3 separate regions of the Zea mays genome follow, and all the other regions are linked to region 2. The links are chromatin contacts, called in public Hi-C maps. All regions are on one chromosome and are shown on one strand. Each heading gives the region's core, a stretch centred on a gene start, on an enhancer-like site or on the middle of the called end of the contact. The rest is flanking DNA. Distances are from core to core; before and after follow the strand shown. Region 1 holds the start of LOC103650429 (E3 ubiquitin-protein ligase UPL1). Region 2 holds the start of LOC103650422 (U-box domain-containing protein 43). Region 3 has its middle 140 kb from the start of LOC103650422.

Region 1 (3,836 bases), core at 161-2,660, 210 kb before region 2:
TAGATGGAAGTCCTTGAGATACAACTATGGAACATGGAAGAGAATGAATTTGAATGTCTGTGGCCTCAAGAGATCCTACAAGTGGTAGCACTATTGTTGGTGATGATTACTGGGACGAGCAAGAAACAGTATGATCTATTCCAGTTCTAACATCTTGCATAAGAATATGAAGCTATTGACATGTGAATTTGTTATGTTTTTTAGGTCCTACCAATTGTTTTAAGTATTGACACACACAGCTTGAGAATGAAAGGAGCTACAATTGTTATTTGATGGCTTAATTCGAGTTTTAATCCCTTTAAATCTGATTTTTTTTTTTTCTTGTGAAGTTGCTGAGATTATATTCCGTGTAAAGAAATATCACGTGAGTGACAATTCCAAATTAATTCATGTCATGTTGTATTGGTATGCAAAATTGTACTATTTTCACTTTAAAGGAAAACATATAGTATTATTGGTTTGATTGATGTAGGCGCTTATTCATCAACCAAGCAAGTCATCATCAGCACTAGGGGTCATCACACTCATGACAAACAATTTCTTCAGGAGAATCAGTGTTGCCAAAAACTTAGATTCAAGATGATTCTCTAGCCAGCCAGAAAAGCTCTAAAGAAAAAAAATTGTTGTTCCAAACAGGGCTAAAGTAATAGAGATTCTACCATCGCCACCTAGCACCCCTTCAAACAGAACTAGCCATCAATCCTGAGAGATCACAATTCACAAGCAAGCCCACAACAGAGAAACTAAACCCTAACTGATATACCAATAGACGATAAGTTTTATCCAAAACCACGAAAGGCAAGTCGCATACGCACACGCCCGTTCACTATCAAAACCCTAGAACGAAGGCGGCAATCAAAGCAGCCCGGATGCGAGGGGGCGGGGAAGAGAACAGGGGACTCACCGGCTCAGACTCGACCTTGATCGCAGGTGAGACAGCGCGGCTTCCAGCAAGGATCTGCTGCAGGCGCAACGGGAAGCTGGCTCTATGTGCGGCCGCCGCCGCCGCCATCTCCGATCGGAACCCCTTACCTGCTCGTCACCTGCAGAAAAAAAAAACCACCAGAACCCATCAGTGTAAACAGGACAAGAATCACCGCTAAAAATCCCGCGAAAACCCTAGGACGCCAGGTCCAACCGCCGCCCACCAGGGTCGGGAAGCGCGGGCGGCGGGAGGCTGGGCGCGCGCGTACCTCTAGTGTTTTGGGCCGGCGGCGGGGCACACACATCGGTCGCGGAGGAGGCCGACGGGAGAGCAGAGAGGTGGGGATTCAGAGGCGGCTACGTGAAGGAGAGGGAGAGAGAGGGTTGTGATTGTTGTTTGGGGCCGGGTGGTGTCGCTTTTTTTTCTGGTGAAGTGAAAGGATGCGCACTTGGCGCGGTAGGTCACGGGCACAGCGCGTGAGGGACGACGAGGCTCTCGAATAAGATGGGAAATTAATATTAGAAATTGATTTTTAATATAAGCTGCATCTGAAGATCATCATAGAAGCTGGAATCTCAAGTCCTAGACAAGTTGTGCCCTTTATCACTTCTTTTTATCTAGTCATGTTCTGATTAATCATAATGATCTGCATAAATTAATTCTGATGGGACTCAATATGTTACCCTAGTTTGACTATCTTTATATCTTGTTTACCACAAAATTTGGGGTAGTACCTACTATTGCTTTTATGTGGTTTTGGGTATAAAGATACATATTATTCATGATTATATTTTTATTATCAGTTGTTATTTATTGTTCATGTTAAGATCATTATGTTAATTGGAACATGGAGAACCACCCGGGAAAACAATGCTACCACAAGGGTGGTATGAGACGCCCTTGGCTGACTAATTAGGAAAGCTAGTGGAGGACTACCTTACCCGAAAGGTGCAAGGGCAGTAGAGGAGTGGTCAGTGTAGGGAGGTCATTGGGTTGGTTTTGCTACGATGGCGGTCAGGCGAGGGGTCCCTGCATTGGAGCTTCCTATAAACTGTAGCGGGTTTTCTGAAGCTAGTGGAACTTTGTAAAGGTCTCGTAGTGTTACCCTGCCTCGCCTCCTCGGTAGAGGTGTATGGGATCGGCTGTCTCTTGGCAGATGGGTAACATGACTTGTGGGTAAAGATGTGCAACCTCTAAGAGTGTAAAACTGGTATACTAGTCGTGCTCATGGTCATGAGCAGCTCGGACACTGACATGATTAATTTATGGAACTAAATTCAATTTGTCATATGCATTGTATCGCAGATGTTGTTATTACTTTTGTTCTACTACTTAATTGGGTTGGTATTTACTTATTGAAAGGGAAATAGGGTTTAACCTTTTCCTATAAATAATTTTGGTGGTTGAATGCCCAACACAAATAATTGGACTAACTAGTTTACTCTAGATTATATATTCTATAGGTGCATAAAGGTTCAACAAAAACCAATAAAAAGATTAAAGAAAGGGTTCAAAAAGAAAGGAGCAAAGAAACCCAAGTGTGCCCTAGTCTGGCGCACCGGACTGTCCGGTGTGCCACCTGACAGTGTTCGGTGCACCAGGACCGTACAACTCTGAACTAGCCACCTTCGGGTTTCTCCAGCGCCACTCCGCTATGATTTACCGGACTGTCCGGTGTGCAACCGGACTGTCCGGTGTGCCACCGGACTGTCCGATGCACCAAGCAAAGCAACGGCTCTCCAGCACAACGGTCGACTGCATAGTGCCCTGACAGTGCTATAGTACGCGACAGAAGTCAGAACAGAAGTCAGAGGCGCACCGGGCAGTGAACAGTGCCTGTCCGGTGTCACTAGAAGACAAAGCTCCAACGGTCGTCTGCGTCCGAACCCTAACGGTTGGGTGACGTGGCTGGTGCACCGAACAGTGTCCGGTGGCGTACCGGACTGTCCGGTGCGCCCATCGACAGCAGCCAACGGTTGTTTTGGTGGTTGGGGGCTATAAATATGTAACGCCCCGAATTTTGCAGTTGAATTTTTTCTTTTCTTTACTCGCCAAAATTCGGGCGTTACCTTTCCCTTTTCTTTTTCCCTTCGCTAAACCTTGACCTTTTCCAAAGTTCTAAGCGGGATTCGGTTTGGAATTCCCGTGTAAGAAAAACCCTAAATACTTTATGTTGTTTGATGCACCATGCCGAACCTTGCATTTCTTTTGATTGCTTTGAAAGCGCAATTGCATTCATGTAGAAAGATCGGATTTCGAAAATGTGGAGAAGATCTTTTCTTTCTTTTTTCTCCCTCTCTTTTTCTCTCCTCTTTTTCTCTCTCTCCCGCGCCGTGGGCCGACCCCGGCCGGCCCAGCCGCCCCTGGCGCCCCCCCCTTGGGCCCAATAGGCCCATGCCGCCCCCACCTCCCCTTTTTCCCCAAACCCTCTCCCTCTCCCTCTCATTTTTTCCCTCTCTCATTCTCTCCCTAGCCGCCGCCCCTACCCGCCCCCTGCCCTAGCGCCGCCCCTACCCTAGGCCGCTGCGCCGCCCCCTGCCGCCGGCCGCCCCTCGCCGTCGATCCCCGCCGGTGAGCCCCCTCCCCCTCCTCCCTCTCCTCCCTCCCCTCTTCTCTCCCCACCCCGCGCGCCCCCTGGCCGCGCCGGCAGCCGCCCCAGCCCCGCCGTGGCCCCTGGCCGCCGCTGGCCGGCCCTCGGCCGCGCCCAGCCGCGCCCCGCCCGGCCGCCGCTGGCCCGCCCCGGCCGCCTGGCCCCCTGGCCGCGCCCCCCTGTCCCGGGCCGGTTCAGCCGGCCTCGGCCCCGGCTCAACCGCCCCCGGCCCCAGCTCGGCCGCCCCCCGCGCTCGGCCGCCCCAGCTCGGCCGCCTGCCCCCGGGCCGGTCCAACCGCCCCTAGGGCCGGTTCAACCGCC
Region 2 (3,938 bases), core at 866-3,365:
CTACCATTTTCAGCCATCTGTCTAACATTCTTTTCGCAGCTCTCTAAGTTTTCCAATGTCTTCTCAGCTCTGTCAACAATCAGCGAGTTTTCTACTTTACTGCTTGACAAGCCAACAAGTATAAGAATAGCTCCAGAAACACTGCCAATTCTTTCTGAAAGAGCCTTGTTCTCTGAAAGTTCAAACAACAGAGACACAGCTCGTTCCTTTTCCTGAGTCTGACCATGATTTAAGAACTTTACAATTGTGCGAATATTGTCTCCAGCAGCAATCTCAACCTGCAGGTAATGTATCAAAATAATATAAAGTTAAGACCGGAAGCATCAAAAGACCGGAAGCATCAAAAGATATTACAAAGTTAAGTTCTGCTAACAAATTAAGCATCAAGAAAAGAACCTTATTGTCATTGTCATCTTTTGCGATGGAGCGAAGAGTCTCTAGTGCCATTTGCCGTACTTTCGTACTGCTTTTCTTCAACAAGTCAGCAATCATGATTATCAACCCATCTCTTCTCACAACCTGCCTACTGGATCGACTTCTCTGACATATCTCATCAACATACTGGAGTGCTTGTACCATATCACTTTCCGTGCTATCAGAAGTCAATGACTTCCGAGCGACGTCAAGTTTAGCCACCTCATTGCGGTTCATCCATTCATCAATAGTGTTCCTCAGAGCTATGCTTGGATTTAACTCAGTGTTGCTGAGCTCCATCTTAGTTACAGGGCAGACAAGCCTCCTTCTGCTGCTAAGACATTCATTGAAGTACTTCAAAATGGCATCGCGTTCAAACGTAACACCACTGTCAATAGAGACAGGATCCCGCATAACCTGTTTGGTAAGCGGGCATAGGAACGACTCATATATAGGCTCAACATGCAAGCTGTCAGTGGCCTGTGACGTTGAATCATAATGGCATTCCTGGACGTCTGCCATCACTAGTGAAACACAGCAAACAAGTTATGAGATTCTATGTTAACAAGGCAGCATGTTGGTGGATAATTGCAACACATACGAACATGAATACTTCAAAGAGAAAAACAGAGATTCATGTCCATATCCACAATGAACAAAAGGAAATTGAATCAACCAAGTGGTATCATGATCCATGAAATGAATATCACCAAAAAAAACAATGGTAGCGGCTATAGCAGGGCTTTAACTTAGGGTTCTATAGCAAGACTAACTTAGGGTATGCCAAACCAGTGCTCCAATACATAATTGGATATAATCCAAAACAAAACAGTTCCGTATACATCTATACTATTATATTAAAAACCTAATTTTGGCCCACCCCACCCAACCCGACTGGTTCTCCCTAACCACCAGACTATATATATCTTAGTGTTTAAAAATAAACAAAATACCTCAATACATATTTATATGATATATAACAACCGTAGTAAACCACGAGCTAGTACAAGTATAAAACAGCTAAAAATGTAGCAATATAAATAGAAGTACTCGCAATACATTGAATGCAAAAAAAAAAATCTGCAACAAATCAACAATTGAAAAATGAATCAACAATTCCAACAGGAAAAACTGCATAAATCCTAGCCCAACCCGTGCTGTCCAGTAGAGCACAACAGCAACCAGCAAGCTAGGTTTGCAAATTGCACTTAACATACCTTGGGCTGTTGGGCAAACCCAGTGTTGGACCGTTGGATCCGCGGGCGTCGAGAACGGCGACGAGATGGAGGAGGCGCAGACGCGGAGGACTCGAGAGAGGACCACAGGATGGGATTCGCCGCCGGAATTCAATTTGCCTGCGCGGACTCACTGCCACCAGCCCTGTCGGCCGGGGCAGCCTTTCCGCCCTGTCGGCCGGTCGAGTGGCCCACGGGGAACGGGGAAAACTGAAAAAACCCGATCAGGCAGGACTCGGGGAGGAGGCAGCGGATCTGTGGCGACGGATCCGGCCCGCGGGGCCGAACGTCGAGCTAGCGCCTGCCGCCTGGAGGGACGAGAGGGGAGGGCAGAGGGGCTCGTCCGCTGCTGCTGCGAGGAGCGAGTTGGTGACGGGTGAACTAGCAAGAGAAGAAGGCAACCCGCGGGCCGCACGCGGCTCACCAGCACTGGACTGCACTGGCAGGCAGCTAGGGACGGCGATGAAACCATTCTTTTTATATTTTTACTCAGATTCGAATAGCTTCGAATGCACAGACAAACACGGGTATTTTCAGATGAAATATAGATAGCTATATATTAAATATAGAATTAGTCGGACATAGATATCATCAGTAATGAATTATTTTATTGGATACCGTGTAATGTGTTATTTTACACGTATCATGGTTGTTCCAATTATTTAGCTTATAAGTTACCAAAATTTTCTTTTTTAGAAAATCATGGTTGTTTAGGCTGTTTATGTATTTTAAATTGCTTTATGTAGAAAATCATCACACGATTTAATTGCAGCCAGAAGTTAATCACCGCAAGTGCAGTCTTGACTCTAGTACGCTTGGGTTCATAGAGAAAAGAAAAATAATTACAAACCAAAAATTACAAATACTACAGTGCACTTAGGCTCGCAGCCTGGGAGACCCTAGCGATGCCGGCCCAACCTACGTCTACGCTGCGATGGAGCCTAGGAAATAGAAACGTGGTGCCTAAGGTTCTTGGCGAGCGGAGCTTACGAGACAGTATAAGAAGACCCTTAACGACAGGTTATACGTGGGTGCCCTTTTAATATTAAATTATTTTTATGGGTAAGGTCTATCATTTGTTTGGATGTTCGGATAGTGGTTAGATATACGACGGATATCAGGTATATTATATTTGTATCTGATATCAAAATAAAATATTCATATTTATATCTGATATTGAAAAAATGTTTGGATATCTGAAAATTATGTCTGAACCGGTGTTCACCATCTTTGGATTTTGATTCGAACGGATATTTTTCAAACCATTTTACATCCATACAGGCGGCTGCAGAGACAGGCGGTGTAGAAGGCGTGGATTCATATGATCAGATTGATCAATCACTACTGGTTCGTTTAGCTTTAATCTATACCGACTTCTAATACTTCTATAATATTTTATCTTTATGAATTGCAGTTGCAGCAGTTCAAACAGCTGGCTTTGATCCGAAGCGAAAAGCTTGTTTCCGCGTACCCTGTGGCGGGAAAAGGATTGTTGAGACTACACAGTGAGTCGATCAACCTGACTCAAGATGACATGATTTTTTTAGTTCATTTTTTCGAGTGAAAATTGTTAAAATGGATCATCCTAGAGTGTCGCTTTTTAAAACAGGTCACTACTCATAACACCGGTAAAAATGGATCTGAGCATCCCACTCGTTATTTTACATACCTGACGAGTTAGTATCAGCAACGAATATGACTAGAATATCCTTACAGTCGCCGCCGCTAAGACATGAGCTTACGTACATATCTCAGACTTCACTAGGTGTCAAGGCTCCTCTGGCCAGCCATCCTGCTTCTGCTTCAACATATGAACTGGTGAAAGAAAGTTTTACTCGTATGTATCATTAGTAGTAACGTAGAACTAAAATTTGAAATAATGTAAGGTTACATTAAGATCACTTTATTCGATTCTTAACCAGGCTCTTCTGGTTGCTGATCGAGTCGTTGTCTTCCATATAAGTGCTCAGCTATATAAGTACATGTTATGGTTCTTAGTAACTCCCAGATACTCCTCCTATATGTGAAAACTGAAAAGCGTAGAGTACCTGACTCGGGAGGGCTTTAACTTTTTGAGCAGCAGCGATAGCATCTGGTGGCGCTCTTATATGCATCGTACTTATGTGAATGGAAGCTGTTGACCCTTAAGCAAGTTGCTTCCTCTCGCCATAAACAGATGGCAGAACTAGCCAAGTGTTAATAGACGACGTGCGCTGCTGGTAGAGTTTAAATGGGTAGTCTTTATGGATCACGACACACCCTAAAAACACAAAAGAACAGTTAGCCTAG
Region 3 (3,427 bases), core at 247-2,746, 140 kb after region 2:
TAAAGAACATTATTGGGTAATAATAGTGGTCAAGGGCACAACTTTCCTGGGACTTGATTCCAGGTACCAACTTGCTCTTCAGGTGACTCGTGACCTCACTCTAAACGTAGCAATACAAACAAACATGGTATAGGCATAATTATATCACACCAAACATAAGAACAAACTGCATAATAATAATAATCTATGCGTTGCTATGAGATCGTGGGATCGAGGACCACCAAGATCAGAGTTATGGTTACAGAGTTATAATTTATGGGAGATCTATGTGGTCCAAATATTAAACTATATTATATATTGATTAGTATACACCATATGAGAGAGTATTCTATGAATAATTAACTCAACCTTAATCTTAATTATAACTTGACTAGAGATCATATTTTAACCAAATTATAATTATGGATAGGTTAGCTTTGGTTTAGAAAGTTAATCTAGTAGACATAGGATAATTAAATATCTAACTATAAAAGTATGGAACATGGTATAATTAATGTTGTTACTGCGTAGTAAATATTTATACGAAACTAACACATTTTGAATGGCTCAAATCGGAGTTAAAATGGATTAAATATGAGTTAAACAAGTTTCAAGATTTATTTTTGTACTAAAAAGTCATTTTCTAATTTAATTCCTCAATTTCCAGAAATCCAGGGATCGCGGCTACTAATTTATGTAAGACCAGGGGTTATAATGCAAATTTAGGGACCTATATGCACTGATCTTTATATACTGATGGATTGCGGGTTAGTTTTCCTAAAGTACAGGGTCGCTTAAGTAAAAGAGCAACCGCGAAGGGGTATTCTTCCCGGTAATCGCCGCCGTTGTTGGCTAGATCAATGATTCTTGCGAGACTCCCATCAACCACTCTCTTCTAGGTTGCGCGACCCAGTTAAACGGGGCGGCACGGCGGTGCCATTGCCGGAGTACGGCCGCCCGATGACTCGGCGCACAAACCTCACCGAAAACTACTACACAACGTTAAGGTCCAACATAAATCAAGTCCCAGCTTCTTATCGATGATTGTGGCACAGGTTGTCATGGCCACGGTGAAGGCGTCGCGGCGACGGAAGACCTCCATCGGCGAGAAATTCACAGCGCACAGGTGGACTTCACACCCAAATACGGTTGCGCCCCGGTTCCTGGTGCCGCAGCGAAGCTCTACGAGTCATGCTCATGCCCTGGATGATGGTCGTGGAGGGAGCGACCGCGGCGGCCAATTCCTCGCTCCCGCCCATGGCGGTGCTCGGCGACGGGGTTCACCAGGGCACGGCTAGATAGGATGGATGCACAAGAGGATAGCGACGCCCGCTATTTATACCCGCGAGGGCTCCGCAACGGCCCGAGAATGGGGGGAACGAAGACTGGGTTCTCGGCCCGGGTCTCCCGTGCTTCGTTGCGAGAAAACGGGGAAGAAGGACCTGACCGCGAGGCCCCACGTGTAAGCGTCTTAGGGAATGGTGTGCCGTGCGGTGAGTGGCATAGACGTGAGGGAACGTGGGCTGATGACATGCGGGTCCCACATGTCGGCGCCCACCTCTAGCTGGGCCGCGCGGGCAGTATAAGGCCTGTGCTTCTTGGGCCGGCGCGACAGATTAGGCCCAGGTGTGGTTTCCTGACTTCTTTTTTCTTTTATAATTTCTGCTTTACTTTCTAAGTATTCAAACTAAATTCAAATCCCTATTTTGAATTTCAGATTCCAAGTGTCAAAATTAATACTACTGTGAATATAAACCTTACTGTTTATTATAATATTTTTTTATTCTTTTCCTTATTATTTATTTATGGGAGGAATAAATGTCTTAATTAAAATTTTCTTTTCCAGGAAATGTATCACCAAAATTATCTTCAAGAGATCAACCTTCCTTTATCTATTTATTAGTCATTTAACTAATTTAGTATTCTCAATTGATTATGAAGAGGATATGTCCTACTATATTCCAAAGGTTTCAAAAAAAATCTAGAACCATTATCATTAGTATTCTTATTTCTTTATTTTATTATTATTATTTACCAAATTTTGGGCTTTACACAATCCTAGCTCATCACTAGTGCCGCTCGGGGCCCGTGTAACGGACATTAGGCTGCGTTCACACCATCCTGATACTGCTGGAGTCCTTTCGTGTGCTGCTTGTTCTCCTGATGCAGGGGAGCTGACATCCCCTCCTTGAGATGGTGCTTGCCCAAAGAGACCGCGGCAGGGAACATGAGCTTGAGCGCAGCCTCGTCCTCCCAAGACGTCGAACCAGCGTCTAGCCCGGTCCAACATACCAGGACCTGATCGATAGAGGAGCCATCACGTGAGACAGTCCTACGATCCAATATATGTGCAGGTTATTGAAGAGCAAGATCAGTCGTTGGAATGGTAGGACTCACCTACTAGGAGGGTGGAGGCTTGGTTTTAGCTAGGAACACAGGGAACACCAGGTGAACGACTACGAAATCCAAGAGGCACAGCTTATACACCACCTTGCCAACTTTCTAGACAATCTCAAGAGGACCAAAGAACTTGAAACTAAGCTTGTGGCATGCTCTGGTAGCCACAGACCCCTGAATGTAAGGTTGAAGCCTGATGTAGACAAAGTCATCCATATAGAACTCGAGCTCTGTACGACCTTTGTTAGCTTGGTGTTTCATGCATTGTTGAGCTTGTAATAGATTCTGTTTGATCACACAAAGCATCAATTACTTTTGAGTCAGCCAAGTCTACATGGGTAATAGAATTTGTAAGAGGGATACCGAATTGTGGAGGAGGATGGTGATAGTCGCCTAGAGGGGGGGTGAATAGGGCGAAACTGAAATTTACAAAGTTAATCACAACTACAAGCCGGGTTAGCGTTAGAAATATAATTGAGTCCGAGAGAGGGTCAAAAACAAGTCGCAAGCAAATAAGAAGTGTGACACGCGAATTTGTTTTACCGAGGTTCGGTTCTCGCAAACCTACTCCCCGTTGAGGAGGCCACAAAGGCCGGGTCTCTTTCAACCCTTCCCTCTCTCAAACGGTCCCTCGGACCGAGTGAGCTTTCTCTTCTCAATCACTTGGAACACAAAGTTCCTACAAGGATCACCACAAGATTGGTGTCTCTTGCCTCAATTACAAGTGAGTTTGATCGCAATGAAAGAATCAAGAAAGCACGATTGAAAAGGCCAAGCGACAAGAGCGACAAATAACACACGGATCACTTTCTCTCTCAAGTCACTAATCACTAATGATCTCTTTTCTCAATTGTGAAACTTGGAGAGATGGAGGCTTTGAATGTGTCTTGGAATGGATTGCTAGCTCTTGTATTGAATGTTGAAGGTTGGAATGCTTGGGTGTTATGAATGGAGGTGGTTGGGGTTGTATTTATAGCCACCAACCACTTCCTAGCCGTTGCCCTATTCTGCTGAGCGTGGACGGTCCGCGAGCCAGGTCCGGACGGTCCGC

What was found. A called contact is a pair of places that touch in the nucleus more often than the background predicts.
Region 1: a Hi-C map of tassel shows a contact between it and region 2, with 5 times the contacts expected there. The contact joins the promoter of LOC103650429 here to the promoter of LOC103650422 in region 2. A contact is called at or near these places in 7 of 25 Hi-C or Micro-C datasets (bundle sheath, ear, endosperm and 3 more).
Region 3: a contact with region 2 is called in a Hi-C map of ear, with 1.8 times the contacts expected there. The contact joins the enhancer-like site here to the promoter of LOC103650422 in region 2. A contact is called at or near these places in 2 of 25 Hi-C or Micro-C datasets (ear and tassel).

The regions. Positions count from the first base shown.
Region 1 is chr3:98,730,484-98,734,319 of Zm-B73-REFERENCE-NAM-5.0, reverse strand. LOC103650429 (E3 ubiquitin-protein ligase UPL1) reads right to left here and starts at 1,410. Exons shown (of 17, transcript XM_008675998.4): 1 at 1,194-1,410; 2 at 905-1,043. The coding sequence starts at 1,012.
Region 2 is chr3:98,519,321-98,523,258 of Zm-B73-REFERENCE-NAM-5.0, reverse strand. LOC103650422 (U-box domain-containing protein 43) reads right to left here and starts at 2,115. Exons shown (of 4, transcript XM_008675994.4): 1 at 1,632-2,115; 2 at 397-938; 3 at 1-278. The coding sequence starts at 936.
Region 3 is chr3:98,382,475-98,385,901 of Zm-B73-REFERENCE-NAM-5.0, reverse strand. No RefSeq gene overlaps it. Among protein-coding and RNA genes, the nearest start is that of LOC103650422, 140 kb to the left of the region's middle. Within about 2 kb of position 1,496, at least 18 of the 20 cell types and tissues checked have an H3K27ac peak or open chromatin away from gene starts, as enhancers often do. A contact at or near this core is called in ear and tassel, where this site is marked.